3 separate regions of the Mus musculus genome follow, and regions 1 and 3 are each linked to region 2. The links are chromatin contacts, called in public Hi-C maps. All regions are on one chromosome and are shown on one strand. The core of a region is the stretch at or near the end of the contact, and the rest is flanking DNA. Distances in the headings are between cores, read along the strand shown. Region 1 overlaps Rap1gap2 (RAP1 GTPase activating protein 2). Region 2 overlaps Ccdc92b (coiled-coil domain containing 92B). Region 3 overlaps Rap1gap2 (RAP1 GTPase activating protein 2).

The links. A called contact is a pair of places that touch in the nucleus more often than the background predicts.
Region 1: a Hi-C map of uterus shows a contact between it and region 2, with 4 times the contacts expected there. The contact joins two enhancer-like sites. A contact is called at or near these places in 2 of 39 promoter capture datasets (3T3-L1-derived adipocytes and neutrophils), 3 of 484 Hi-C or Micro-C datasets (3T3-L1-derived adipocytes, the HPC-7 cell line and uterus) and 1 of 115 datasets of contacts at active chromatin or transcription factors (memory CD8 T cells).
Region 3: a contact with region 2 is called in a Hi-C map of stem cell-derived neural stem cells, with 1.9 times the contacts expected there. The contact joins two enhancer-like sites. A contact is called at or near these places in 4 of 39 promoter capture datasets (3T3-L1-derived adipocytes, the HPC-7 cell line, HPC-7-derived erythroid cells and 1 more), 4 of 484 Hi-C or Micro-C datasets (3T3-L1-derived adipocytes, the HPC-7 cell line, frontal cortex and 1 more) and 1 of 115 datasets of contacts at active chromatin or transcription factors (pancreatic cancer cells).

What each region holds. Positions count from the first base shown.
Region 1 is chr11:74,410,958-74,415,727 of GRCm38.p6, reverse strand. Rap1gap2 (RAP1 GTPase activating protein 2) reads left to right here. Exons shown (of 25, transcript NM_001015046.3): 13 at 1,208-1,337; 14 at 3,276-3,431. Among named protein-coding and RNA genes, the nearest start is that of Olfr412, 49 kb to the right of the region's middle. Within about 2 kb of position 1,362, at least 23 of the 459 cell types and tissues checked have an H3K27ac peak or open chromatin away from gene starts, as enhancers often do. A contact at or near this core is called in uterus, where this site is marked.
Region 2 is chr11:74,636,872-74,641,185 of GRCm38.p6, reverse strand. It overlaps Ccdc92b (coiled-coil domain containing 92B), which reads right to left. Exons shown (of 4, transcript NM_001013784.1): 4 at 1-3,228. The coding sequence ends at 2,615. Among named protein-coding and RNA genes, the nearest start is that of Cluh, 10 kb to the left of the region's middle. Within about 2 kb of position 3,060, at least 322 of the 459 cell types and tissues checked have an H3K27ac peak or open chromatin away from gene starts, as enhancers often do. A contact at or near this core is called in stem cell-derived neural stem cells and uterus, where this site is marked.
Region 3 is chr11:74,390,958-74,395,219 of GRCm38.p6, reverse strand. It overlaps Rap1gap2 (RAP1 GTPase activating protein 2), which reads left to right. Exons shown (of 25, transcript NM_001015046.3): 20 at 1,738-1,851; 21 at 2,058-2,175; 22 at 2,874-3,000. Among named protein-coding and RNA genes, the nearest start is that of Olfr412, 28 kb to the right of the region's middle. Within about 2 kb of position 1,504, at least 25 of the 459 cell types and tissues checked have an H3K27ac peak or open chromatin away from gene starts, as enhancers often do. A contact at or near this core is called in stem cell-derived neural stem cells, where this site is marked.

The DNA of each region.
Region 1 (4,770 bases), core at 113-2,612, 220 kb after region 2:
TTTCAGAATATTTTAGTTGCTGGCATATGGCTGAGAGTCCTAAGACAGCCCCTGCCCAGGAGCCAAAACCAGCACCTAACATCTTGTGTAAAAACACTTAGTCCAGTTGCAGTAGGCGTTCAAATAATTACTGTCTTCCTTAGCTTCCTTCTCCCTTTTTTTCTACCTCTTCGCTCCATGTTTTCCTTAGTTTTGAAGTCACTACTGTTGCTGGAGTCAGTCTACAACAGGCTTAGAGTCCCACCTCGCCACAAGCCCTAAGATGTCGGGCCGGTGACTTTACCTGGAGAAGATCCCAGTTCCTTATCTATAAGAAAGTGAGATAAATATAACACTATAGCACCTCCAAGGTCACGGGGAATTAGAATAGATAGTGCAGACAAAGCAGGGTTGGAAGCTGAGTGCCTGGCTGCGTCCTTTTGGCCCTTTGGGTCTGAGATGCATCTGGGTTTGTTGTTTTTTTCCCCTCCCAGTTGCTGAAGACTGGTTCTAGGCTGGCAGCCACATCTCTGTGAAGGGGGAAGGGCTGGCTCCTGGAAGGCCATCAGTTCCTCCCTAACTTCTCCTTCCTGCCTGGGATGATACAAACATGGAGGGGTTTGGTCTCTACAGGAGCTGGCTGCTTAAAGCCAGTCATCTGTCCCTTCTTCTGTGGTCTCCCAGTCTCCTGTGGGTTCACCCACATCCAGTGGAGTGACTCTCTGCCCTGGCTCTTAACCGATGACTTGGACAGAACAAAGGCTCAGCCTTGGGAGCTTTGGGAAGCTAGGCCAAGTGTTTGTGTGGGGTTGTGAATGGATGGTCATCCCACTTGAACCACCCCATGGAGGATGCATAACAAAGTCTTGAAGTTGAGGCTCTGTTTGTTGTCTTAATTTACTAGTTAGTTAATTTGGTTGTGTTGTAAGACAAAGTCTTACTCTGTAGCCCAGGCTGACCTCATACTCAGGATCATCTTGTTTTGATCTCCAAAGTGCTAGGCTTACCAACATGAGGCCACAAGGCTGGACTTTGTCTTTCATATGGATGACAGATGGTGGAACACTGGGCTAGGCTGTTCAAAAGAACAGATCTCCACACCTCCCTGTCTTATACCCTTGTTGGCCCTCAGCTCATCTCTTCTCACCCACCTATCTGCTATTCATCCATAGTGTCACCAAGATGCCACCCCACCTCACTCCTTCCCTCCTGCTCTGTTTTATGCCAGTTTCCGAGGAGGCCTGGATGTGACCCACGGACAGACAGGGGTGGAGTCGGTGTACACCACTTTCCGGGACCGGGAGATCATGTTCCATGTGTCTACCAAGCTGCCCTTTACGGATGGTGACACCCAGCAGGTAACCAGCACAGGAAGGCAGGGTCAAGCTACAGGTCCCTCCCAGTTGCCAGATATGGACATCACACCCGGTTAAAACACTTCCTCGAGGCTCAGTGGGACAGTACTTGACTAGCAGGCAGGAGGCCCTGGGCTCTATCTCTAGTATCAACGCCAAGAACTTCCCCTGGGAAGTCAATGAAGGGTCAAGCTGGGGGCAAAGCAAATAAGGTTGATAAGGCTGCATAGCAGATCTGTAGATGGGAGCTGGAAGCCGGTAGAACAAGCTGAGTGCTTTACTCTCAGCAACTTAGTGGCTTCAGAATGTGGCTTTTGAGTAGTGTCTGTGTCACTGCTGTGATATTCTCTAGGTTTCCGAACAGTGGGCTCCTGAGAGATCTACACCTGGCATGTGCCTGCTTCTTGTGGAACCTCTGTCCCCTATCCTGGCCCTTCAGCCCTTCTGGGTCTTTGCTGCCCTATGACTGTGAAGCTTGCATGAGTAGCCTCTCAGCCTCATTGCCTGTCCCTAACCTGTGGCTCCAGCATTAGCCAACCTTCTCCAGGCTTGCTGCTTTGAGCTGCACATCCCTGGGGTGGGTCTGGCTTTGGCAACTGATCCTGATTGTTGTGACAGCAGTGACCCCATCCTGCTTCTTTCCTCCTTCCTATCTCAGGGAACACGGGAGGGCCTCTTGACCTGTTTGTTTCTGCCTAGGAGCAGGGATGTGAAATCATAAACAATGTTCATGGCTCCTTGGGAGTAAAAGAAATTGGCAAGCGAATTATGATTTGGCTCCCAAATAACTGGATGTTCCAGAAACAAATGGCTGTGAGATTTGTTGTGTAGCCAGAGTGGGTTTTCCCTGGTGATTTCATCTTTGGTCCCTGTTTTTTTTGTTTTTGTTTTTGTTTTTTTGCAGTCCCTCTCACAGCAGGTCTCCGAGGCTTCTTACCTCAGGGTCATCTCGCCCTGGCATGTGCTACAGAGCTTGACTCTTGGCAGGGACCAAATTAATGATAGTTCTTTCATTCTTTTTGTGAAATGGGAACTCAGGTGTGTGTGTGTGTGTGTGTGTGTGTGTGTGTGTGTGTGTGTGTGTGTGTGTGTGTGCTTGTATGTAACAAGTGAGGTTGTTTGCATAAAAGCCTCCAGTACCGAGTTCAGAGATTAATAGATACCCTGTAAATGAGAAAATCAATTAGAAAGGGCTGAGCACAAGTCCTGCTTTCAGGATACGTTTAATAAAGGACCAAACACACAGGCAGGATCTGGCGTGCAGGAAGACATTGATATTGGTAATCATCTGTATGAATAGCAGTTCACACTTCATGGCACACAGTAGGGGCTTGTGACCTAGAGCGCATGGCAAAGCGCCCGGCACTGCCGGTCCATCGGTTCTCCTCTAGCTTGCTGACCTGCGCTGCTCTCTGTCCTCACCTCTGGTGAAATGATCTGCCTCCTCTGTGTACATCTTCTGACCACCCTGCCTGTGTTTTCAGGACGCCTTTGTGGGTAACTGTTGAGCCCTCTGCTGTGTTGCCACTGCTTCTGCTCCTAAAGCTGTCACCTGCCAGGGAGCAACTGACATAGCCACGGCTGACAGACTGCTTAGTGGGTTTTTTAGGTGACTTCTCCTGTGGTTGCCTTTCTTCTGGATCAGTTATGGTTGTCTCAGGGACAGACCTCCATTCTCTCCAGGGTTCCGAGTCCAGGCTCTGTACACTGTTGTTTATAGCACTCAGGCCAGCTGTTACCTAACAACATGGCTGTCTTTCTCAATTCTCCTTTTGGTAATTCCCACAGACTGAGAGAAACAGCTCCCCAAAGAGTTAGCCTTAGAATTCAGGGTTTATGGACAGTGGGATAAAGAGGAATTTGCTGTTGAGCTCTCTCCTGTTTTGTTAACTCTCGTAACTAGGAGGTATTTTCTGTACCAATGAGGCACTTTCTGTTTAGCTGCAGAGAAAGCGGCATATTGGGAATGATATCGTGGCCATCATCTTTCAAGAAGAAAATACACCGTTTGTCCCAGATATGATCGCATCAAACTTCTTACATGCCTACATTGTCGTTCAGGCTGATAACCCCGGCACAGAGACCCCATCCTACAAGGTAAGGAAAAAGCCTCCATTGGGGTAGTCATGGGCCCATGTACATTCCTAGGGTTGGAGGGCTCAGTGACAGCAAGAGACACCAGTTCATTACCAGTATTGCAGTCCCCATGGTTGGCCCAGCTTCTGGGATTTGGAGCCTGGCTCTGGGTGGAGAGTGCCCTCTGAGGTCTCCATCTGCTGCTGGTAGCTTTTCAGCTTCTCATACAACAGTGAAGAAGCCCTGAGCACTGGCCACTGTGATAGCATTAGCTAGAGTAAGCCAAAGGAGGAAGAGGGGAGGAGGAGGGGGAAAGGGAAGAGGACGGGAGGAGGAGGATAAAATCAGGAGGGGAGGAGGAGGGAAGAAGTAGAAGGGGGAGGAGGGGAGAAGAAGGTGGGAGGAAGGGAGGAGGAGGGGAGGAGGAGAAGGAGAGGTGCAGAGAAAGGGGAGAGGAAGACAAGAGAAGATGAAGGCTAGAGAGGCCTCACAGACCCTGGTCTCTGCATCAGGATGGTGTGGACAAATAAACAAATTTAATTGGAAGATTTTGGTGAGAATGCAAGACCTGGGTGAGACTCATGACCGGGGACTTTTCTTTCTTTCTAAGATGAAAGCTAAAAATGTTATCCTGGTCACTGCTGGTGACACATGCCTGTAATCCCCAAATCCTGGCAGATGTGAGGGCGGGGGCAGGGGAGTCAGGAGTTTCAAGCTAGCCTGGCCTACATAGTTGAGACCCTGTTAAAAATAAATAAATAAAAAGAGGATGTGGAGGGCGTGGGAGATGAGAGAGATTAAAGGAAGTTCGATTTTAGTCAGGTATGCTGCATGCAAGTGTGTAAATAGTACATTAAACTCCATTAATATGTATAATTAGCACACGCTATTTAAAAAAGAGAAAGAAAGAAAGAGAGAGAGAGAGAGAAAGAAAGAGAGAAAGAGAAAGAAAAGGGTCACCTGCTGTAACAGGAGGAGGTGTATGGGATATAGTAGACTGTTTCGGCTCCCAGCCCTCAGCATCAGACAGAAATAGGACACACTCCTTTGTCCTCTTCACTGGCTGCTTCTTCACCTCCCTTCTTTCTCATAACCCCCCAGGGCAGCACATCTCTGTAGTCCATTGGTTTGAGGGGCCTAGGACTCATAGGAGATAGGCTGAGCTGGGGATTTTAGGGTAGGGCTAGGTAGTCTCCAAGCCCACAGAGATCTTGTGAGTAAAACCAAGTGCTGGTTTCTGTTTGTTTTTTGTTTGTTTGTTTGTTTCCTGGGAAGAGAGATCAGAGTTCAGTTCCCACAGGGTCCCCTGCATCACAGAACACTGGGTACCAGCATCTTAAGACCCCTTCCCACTACTGAG
Region 2 (4,314 bases), core at 1,811-4,310:
GCCCCAGAACTGGTCCCCCAGAGAACAGGTTGCCTTGGCGAGGATATAGTGATGAGGGTGCAGAACCTTGAGCTGCATTGCTCACTTGTCCCTGGGTGGCTTCTAGAATGTAGGACTCCATTGCAGTTCTTCCTTCCGGGTCTGTCTACACTTGCACTGTGGGACTCTCCCCTAAGAACCCTGAGTGTCCACGTGAACCTTCTCAGTCTCTCCCTGGGGATGTGTACAACCAAGAGAAACAGCCCTTTCCCTTCTTGGCCACCGAGTCATTCCTGGGCTGTGGCTGGGACTTTTCCTTCCAGTAGGTGGATTCCTATAGCCAATATCTAGGAAGGGAAGAGGTGGAAGTGAAGGGCAGGTCCTGTCCCAGGGCGAGAGCCTGAGGGAGTCCTCGCCTGTTGACCAATGAAGGGAATCTTTCATTATTTCCACAAGAGGGAAAGGGTATTCTGCTAACACCAGAATCCTGTGTCTGACCAGGCCTTTCTGTCACTCTCTCACTTGTGGAAGAGTTGCATTATCCAACTCCCACCCCAGGATCTCCACTGGTACCCAGATGCCCTTAGACCCTTTCATCTGGAAGCTCTTCAAACACCTCACAAACAGATATCATTATCTCCGCTGTCAGCCGAGGAACAGGATTTGGGAGGTACGACAGGGTCATTTGAGGAAAGGGAGGCAGAGTACTACTGTCTGATCCTGGGGATGGGGTTGGATAGAGCCAGCTGAACACCCTGGGTGCCCAGAAGAGAAAAGGAAGAGGGCTATTGCTATAGTTTAAGGGAAACTAGTTGGGGATAACTATGGCTTTTAGTGGGTGGATGGATAAGAAAAGAGCTCTCTCCCTAGAAAAGTCAACCTAACAAAGTCACCCTGTTCACCCCAAAAATATGGTTTGCAAGAGATGTAGGTCTGTGCAGGTGACCCAAGAAGGAAGCTTTCCTTTCCTATTGTCCTTCAGGCACCTCCAAGGGAGCAGGAGTCCCTCACACAGGCAGGTTCCCGGTGGACAGAGCAGGGAGTGACAGGTGGGACAGGTATTGCAGCTGGGCTGAAGGGGTAGAGGTTGGAGCCCTAGTAGGGACCCCAGGGGATCTGCTTCTACCATCCAGCTCTCAAAAGCTAGACAGGTCAGCCCAGGCCTAGCTACTGCTCAATGGCCTCAGCTGCCCTTCAGGGGAGGGGTCTGTGTGCAGGATCAGGTTAGAGTGTGCTCACTGTCTTTTGCTTCCTGCCAAATTCCTGCTTCCTCTTACAAAGTGGAGGACATGAGTCAGGATTTCTTTTTCTTCCCGGTGGCCATGACTGAAGAAGTCAGCTACAGAGACATACTGCTCACCTCAAGGCTTGGGTGACACACACAAATGTGGTACCTCAGCCAGGGCCAGGACCTGCTAGGGGTCCAGTGTCTGAGTGAAGAGAGGCAACTTCTCTCAGCAGCCCCAGGAAAGACCTCACAGGCACTTAGGACTCAAAGCAGGTCAAACCAAGAGTGGTGGAGTGGGGTTCTGGGGCTCTGATATGGGGCTCAATCATGAGCTGGACAGAAGCTTCCTGCCTTTGGTAGTGAGGGGAATTGGGAAGGGGAAGGGGTCACCATTCTGTTTACCACTCCCAACAGCAGAGGAGCACCCCATTATCAGCAGGTTCTACAGGCTTAGGGGCCTTTCCAGGGATGGGTACCACCAAGGACTAACCACTTTACTTTGTTCCCCAGAAAAATCAAGTTTCTATGAATAGCTGCCACTTCCAAGAAGCCGGGCTCTCCTTCCTGCCTCTGGGTGCAGCCAGCTGTTTGGAAAGCTGGGCAAGATTAGCACCTCTAACAGGACTGGGAAGTCTCTAAGGTGGCCTCAGGAACAGAAGGGTAAGAGGCCCTTCTACCCTTGCCAAGACAAATCTGTGCCCCAGCTTGCCTATCTCCAATCTCCTGCACCCCTGCATGACAAACCTGGGAAGAACCAATCAGGTCCTCTTCCACGACTGGCTTCAAGGGTCTAGCCTTGCTGTTCTCTGTAATCACTGCCACCAGGAACACCTCAGCTCTGAGAGGGCGTGACTTCTAAAATAGATTCTAAAGTGTTCCGTGCTCACCTTCAAGGACTTATCAGTGGGGTGGGGAGTAGCTACTTCTGAGTACGCGAGCCAGCTCCTAAGCTTGCCTCTCCCGAGCAAAAGGCTGGGCAGGGCTGGGGGGTGGGGGGTAGTGGGAGGTGGAGAAAGCAGGGAAGGGGAGCTTGAGGGCCTAGCAGTGCCAAGTGCCACCGTGTTCCTTCCAGTAGGCAGACTTAGACTTCTCCCGCCCTACAAGGGATTGTCAGCTTTCCAAGGACAGACAGGACTCCACTCCACCCCCCGCAGGGGAGTGGGGACACACACACACACAGATTAGGGTCATTACTGCCAGTCCACCACAAAAAAGGTGCATTGCTTTGGCGTTCCCTCTGCAAAGGAGCTCCCTCTCCGGAGAAGACAATTCATCTCTGGAAACACACAAGCGGGGGCGGCTCTAGTGAGTGGCCGAGCTGGGGCGGATCGGCCGGCTGGACTCCGCCCCATCCCTGATCCAGCCTGGCCCGGCCTGCTTTCCCTGTTGCCAAGGCCTGCCCAGCGCCTACTCAGGATCCCCTGGGGCGCTGGGCGTGGCGACTGCGCTCTCGCTGGGCCCAGGGTGCGGGTCGCCTTGGTACAGGGGCTCCTGGTGTGGCACGGGGTGCGGGGCATCTTGGTCCGGCATCTCCTGGCGTAGCAGAGGGCGAGGACCACGGGCGCCGGGCCGCGGCGGCCTCCGTGGGTAGAGAAAGAGCGCGGGGTCCGGCATGGGATCGGCGTCTTCCCAGGTCGCCCAGTCCCGGCTCGGACCCTTGGCAGCCGCCTCCGGAGGGCGGCGGGCCCGTTGTGCACGCCGGCGGACCCGGGGCTCCGCGGCCGCGGCGCCAGAGCGGGGGCCCTGCAGTCTCTGGCGCGCGGCGTGCAGCTGGCAGGAGAGGTAGGCGGCCGCTTCGGTGTGCTTCTGCAGCTCGGTGCCCAGCACCGTGGCGCGATGGCTGCGGCGCCGCAGCTCCTCCAGAAAGCGGCGCTCCTCCGAGCGCAGGCTGCAGCGCAGCGCGGACACCAGCGCCTCCCGCTGTGCCACCTCCCGCCGCAGCTCCTCGTTGGCCGCCGCCCGTGCCTCCAGCTGCGACTCTAGCGCGCGGCACTTGTCCTCCAGCTCTCGGGACGCCTCTTCTGTGGAGAAGGGAAAAATAAGGCGATGGTGCTCTCAAAGGCGTGAAACATATCCCAGCTGGCCCAGAGGCCATTCCTGCTCTTCCGCCTCAAACATTCATATGTTTTCATGAAGCATACGGCGCAGCGTAGTAAATAATCATAAACAAATGTCAGGTCTCCAGTGTGACATGTGTCAGAAAGACAAATTAATATTCTGATTCTAAGGGTGGAGGTGATGCCATCAGCGAAGGCTTCAGGGCAAGAGGGGCTTGAGAGCTAGGATGAACAGACCCTCCACTGGAGAAGGGTACTCCTGGAGGGAGAGCGGCTTGTGCAAAAGCCTTGTGATCGGAAGACATGGTAACAGCAGGGGCTGAGTAGCAGAAGGTGTGCTCAGGAGGTAGTGGGTGGCTGTGCTCTTTCCTCCACAAAGCACAGATGCCATTTTGGGAGTTTTTTTGCTGACCGGTCTAACCCAGAACCTCTGGAATTGGTCCTAGAAATGGCACTGCTGAGGCATCCCTAGGTGATCATGCAGAATCAGAGATGAGGACCCCTCCCCTTCTGAACTTTACTCCCCATCTATACCCTGGGATTTCAGAGGCAAAGGGGAATATGTTCCTTATACAGCAGTGGCTTGAGCTCTGGTGACCCCAAAAACCTTTCCAGAGGAAAGCTAGTATTAAGTCATGTACCTCCTTGTGAGTGTGTGCCCCCTTCCTTCAAGCACAGAGACACCAAGAAGTGTCCCATGAGTGCTATATGAAGAAGCAGGCAGAATCCATTCAAGTCTAAGAGTTCCCATGTACCCTAGCTTATCTTCAGCTTCACGAAGCAATCTATAGGATTTACAACATTTTAGCTTAGGGATTCTTTAATCCCAGCACTTGGGAGGCAGAGGCAGGCGGATTTCTGAGTTCGAGGCCAGCCTGGTCTACAGAGTGAGTTCCAGGACAGCCAGGGCTACACAGAGAAACTTTGTCTCGAAAAAACCAAAACCAAAAAAAAAAAAAAAAAAAAAAAAGAAGCCGGGCATGGTGGCGCACGCCTTTAATCCCAGCACTCGGGAGGCAGAGGCAGGCGGATTTCTGAGTTCGAGGCCAG
Region 3 (4,262 bases), core at 255-2,754, 240 kb after region 2:
GTGAGTTCAAGGGTCAGTGAGGGATTGCCTTAGAAAATGAGGAGGAAAGCTGTGGCGGGCACACCTCGTGGTGACTTCTGACCTCCATAGGCACAGGCAGTTGAAAGCACTGTGCACACATGCATAGGCCTTCCCCCCCACTCCACACCTACACACACACACACACACACACACACACACAGAGTTTATATAGGTCATCGACACCTCTAGGGTGCCTGTGATTGCAAAGGTAGATAGCACGTGTTATGGAGGATGCGGAGATACTGGCACATTTGTACATTGCTGGTGGGGATGTGAGATAGTGCATCTGCTCTGAAACCAGTGTGGCAGCCCTCCAAGGGCTAAACATAGAGTTCCCATCAGACCCCGCAATCCCACCCGTTGGTATGTACGTACGAGACCATGAGAATTGAAAGCAGTTGCCCACAACACCAACACATATTTATTAATTGTAGCATTATTCACGGTAGCTCGTAGTGGGAACAATCGAAGGGCCTGTCATCCGATGACTAGATAAGCAAGATGAGCTGAGTATACCCACAAAATGTACAAATAACAAGCACTGAGATGCCGATGCAGGCTACAGCCCAGGGAAGACTTTGAAAGTGTTAAGGTAGTGGAATCCAGATGCGAAGACCATGTATGCTGTCAAGTCCCATTTCTGTGGAATGTCCAGACTAGGCAGAGTTCATAGAGACAGAAATAAATAGGTTAGGGGTGGGGGTGGGGGTGGGCAGTGATTGCAGATGAGCCAGAGTCTTTTTTTTAAAAGGCCTTAAAATGTTCTAAAATTAGACTGTGGCAATGGCTGCACAATTCCATGAACACTTAAAAAATGTGACATGTACATTATGCCTCATTAATGCTGCTATTACAAGAAGTGCACGGAAGGGCTGGCGAGAGGGCTCAGCAGTTAAGAGCACTGGCTGCTCTTGCAGAGGACAGTGGTTCAGTTCCTAGCATCCACACAGAGGCTCACAACCATGTGTAATTCTAGTTCCAGGGGATCCAGTGCTGGCTACAGACCCATGAGTACACTGTGGTGCACATACACACACGCAGGCGAACACACATAGACAATAAATAAGTACACAAACAAGGCTTAAAGAGAAAAAGAGATCAGTGGTCCTGGGGCTCAGAAATACTAATGAAGAAACAAGCGAATTGAGGACAGAGCTGTCCTGGTCCTGGTACAGGGTAAATTGTGATCTTTGCTGAATGGCAGGAGAAGGAAGCTTTTGGATCCTTGGGCTTAGGGAATCCCTTCACTTCCCAGCACCCAGGGATGCTTGTCATATGTAGGATCTTCTCAAGGGTCATTACAGCATGTGTCCCCCCTCCCCCCCTCCCCCCCCCTCCTACCCAGTCCCTCTCAGGAATCCAAGGGTACTGCATTGATTTCTGAATGGCCCCGCTCAGTTCACTATGGGACCGGCTCTCCATTCATAGCTCTGCCCGGGGGGGATGGGCAGCATGGGAGAGGGATAGACTTGGCTGGAGGCCATCAGGAGCTCTGTTTGGTGGCCTTGGACTGTCACCATGAATTCAAATTGGCCTTTGTTGTAGGGAGCAGAAACCTCTGCTGTCTTATGTAATCTCAGAGGCTCAGGTCTGGAGGGAAGAGGCGGCTACCCTCTGTGTACTGGCCCCCGCAGCCTGAGCTCTGACTGAGGCCAAGGGTGGACAAGGGCAGGCTCCTGGCCTCCAGCTTCACTTCTCTTTATTCTCCTTCCCCAGTGACAGTGCCTCCAGCACCCCCAAAACCCCAGATGGCGGACACTCTTCTCAGGAGATAAAGTCTGAGACCTCGTCAAATCCCAGCTCTCCAGAAATTTGTCCCAACAAAGAGAAGTAAGGGAGTTGGGTTTTGGGAAAGGCAGGCTGGCGGGGGGGGGGGGCAGGTGGGGTGGGGTGGGGTGGGGTGGCAGTTCTTGACTTTGGAAGTCTCTGGAACACAAAGACCACCAAGCAGAGGCTGGGGGAGCTGTCTTGGGCAAGCGCAGTTTTCTGGTGGACCTGCCTCTCTCTCCATCTGCCTTGCCTCCAATTCTCTGCAGGCCCTTCATCAAGTTGAAGGAGAATGGCCGTGCCAACATCTCCCGCTCCTCCTCCAGCACCAGCAGCTTCAGCAGCACAGCAGGGGAGGGCGAGGCCATGGAGGAGTGTGACAGTGGGGTAAGCGAGTCTCAGTCAACCAGAGAACAGCACTCTGAGGCTGTCTTAGTCAGGGTTTCTATTCCTGCACAAACATCAGGACCAAGAAGCAAGTTGGGGAGGAAAGGGTTTATTCAGCTTACACTTTCCGCATTGCTGTTCATCACCAAAGGAAGTCAGGACTGGAACTCAAGCAGGTCAGGAAGCAGGAGCTGATACAGAGGCCACAGAAGGATTTTACTTACCTGCTTGCTTCCCCTGGCTTGCTCAGCTTGTTTTCTTATAGAACCCAAGGCTACCATCCCAGGGATGGCACCACCCACAAGGGGCCCTCCCACCCTTGATCACTAATGAGAAAATGCCACACAAAACACCCAGTACAGGGGCCTAGCTGGTCATACTCTGCTTTAAAAGAATACCATGGAGAAGGAGTGGCCTCTGCAGCTGTTGCTACCAAGAAGAGCACTGAGTCTCAGCAGAGAGCAGTGAGTCTCAGCAGAGAGCAGTGAGTCTCAGCAGAATGCTTGAGAGCTGTGGTGGAGGTTGCTTATGCCAGGGGGACACCAACTCGAAAGGAAAGAGGTCAGGGAAAGGCTGAAGTCATGGCTGATGCAGAAGAGCCGTAGAGGTTGGAGGCAGTGGCTTTCGTGATCCATCTCAAGACAGCTGTAGGGCTGCTGGGTATACACTGGCCATGCTCACCCAGTTTCTCTCCTCAGAGCAGCCAGCCATCCACAACCTCGCCCTTCAAGCAGGAGGTGTTTGCCTACAGCCCATCCCCGAGCAGCGAGAGCCCCAGCCTGGGGGCTGCCGCCACGCCCATCATCATGAGCCGGAGTCCCACAGGTCAGTAGCATGTGAGGATCTGCGTGATGTAGTTAGAAGGGCAGAGCTGTGTCCTGACTGCAGTCCTAAGGGCATGTTCCCCAGGCACGCTTGATGGGCCAACTTCTCCTTTTCTAAGCTGTCAGGCCCGTTACCTCCACTAGGGTACCCCATCTTCCTATCATCTTCTTATCTTCGTATATATGGGGAGACAGAGGCTCAGAGGATTGAATGATTTCATGTTGATCCCACGGTAGAGAAGTTAAGAAGGCTGTACACTCTACTGACTTCTTGCTCTACCCTGTTACCACCGAGGGCCAGTGCTACCACAGCAGTGATTCTGAGCACCCGACAGTGAGAGGAAATGGCAGTGGAGGGGGCTGGAGGAATGAGAGACTGTGTTCTGTGTGTGTGTGTGTGAGGTTTAGGGCAGTGGGGTCATGGAGATGGAGAGGTGAGAAAGGACAGGGGTTATGGGGACCATGACTGGCCTGCCAGGAGGCCTGGGGAGGACTCGGGCATTGTTGGTAAATGCCACGGAAGGTTCTGGAAGAGCTGCCTGGCACTGAGGAAGACCATTTGGCAGCTGCATGCTGAGTATAGAAAGAATCGGTGGAAGCTGGGGAGGAGGCACCTGCAGAGGCACAGTGGGCACCTAGGGGAGGCAGGGTCATGGCAGAGCGTGCTCTGGTATAGAGCTTACTGGTTTGATAGTGCAGGCTTAGGGAGAGTATAGGGGCCTGGGTCTCTACGGATACCTACAGGTGAGCTGAGTAGGAAGTACCAGGTTGGAGAAAAAGGAAATGGGTTGGCTCTCAGGGGCAATCTAGTACCCAATGTGACAGATTTTCACCCAGGTGGGCACTGTGGGGGAAGGGTGAGCTAGTCTCAGTGGGAGGCATTTGTAGGCAAGCAGTCTTAGGCTGTAAACAGACTGGAAGAGGAAGGGCAGTGGCTGGGTTTTGCACACACTGGTCAATCTCTTTTAAACACTTGTACTTCCATGCACTGTCAACATTCACACTCTTGACCAGAGGAGGCCCAAAGCTTTACCGTGATAGGGGAGGCTTTGCCATTTCTATGGTCTAAGGCATTGGGTCCTTGACATAGCTGTCTGGGTCCACAAAACACATTCTCTCAGGACTTTCAAGGCTCCCTATAAAGATTTGATGAGCATACACTATAAAAATCATACAACCATTAACCTAAATGTGTCTTGTGGGACTGGCCAGTTTTCAGCCAGGGGTAATCTCACTCCCCAAGGGACTTCGGCAATATCAACT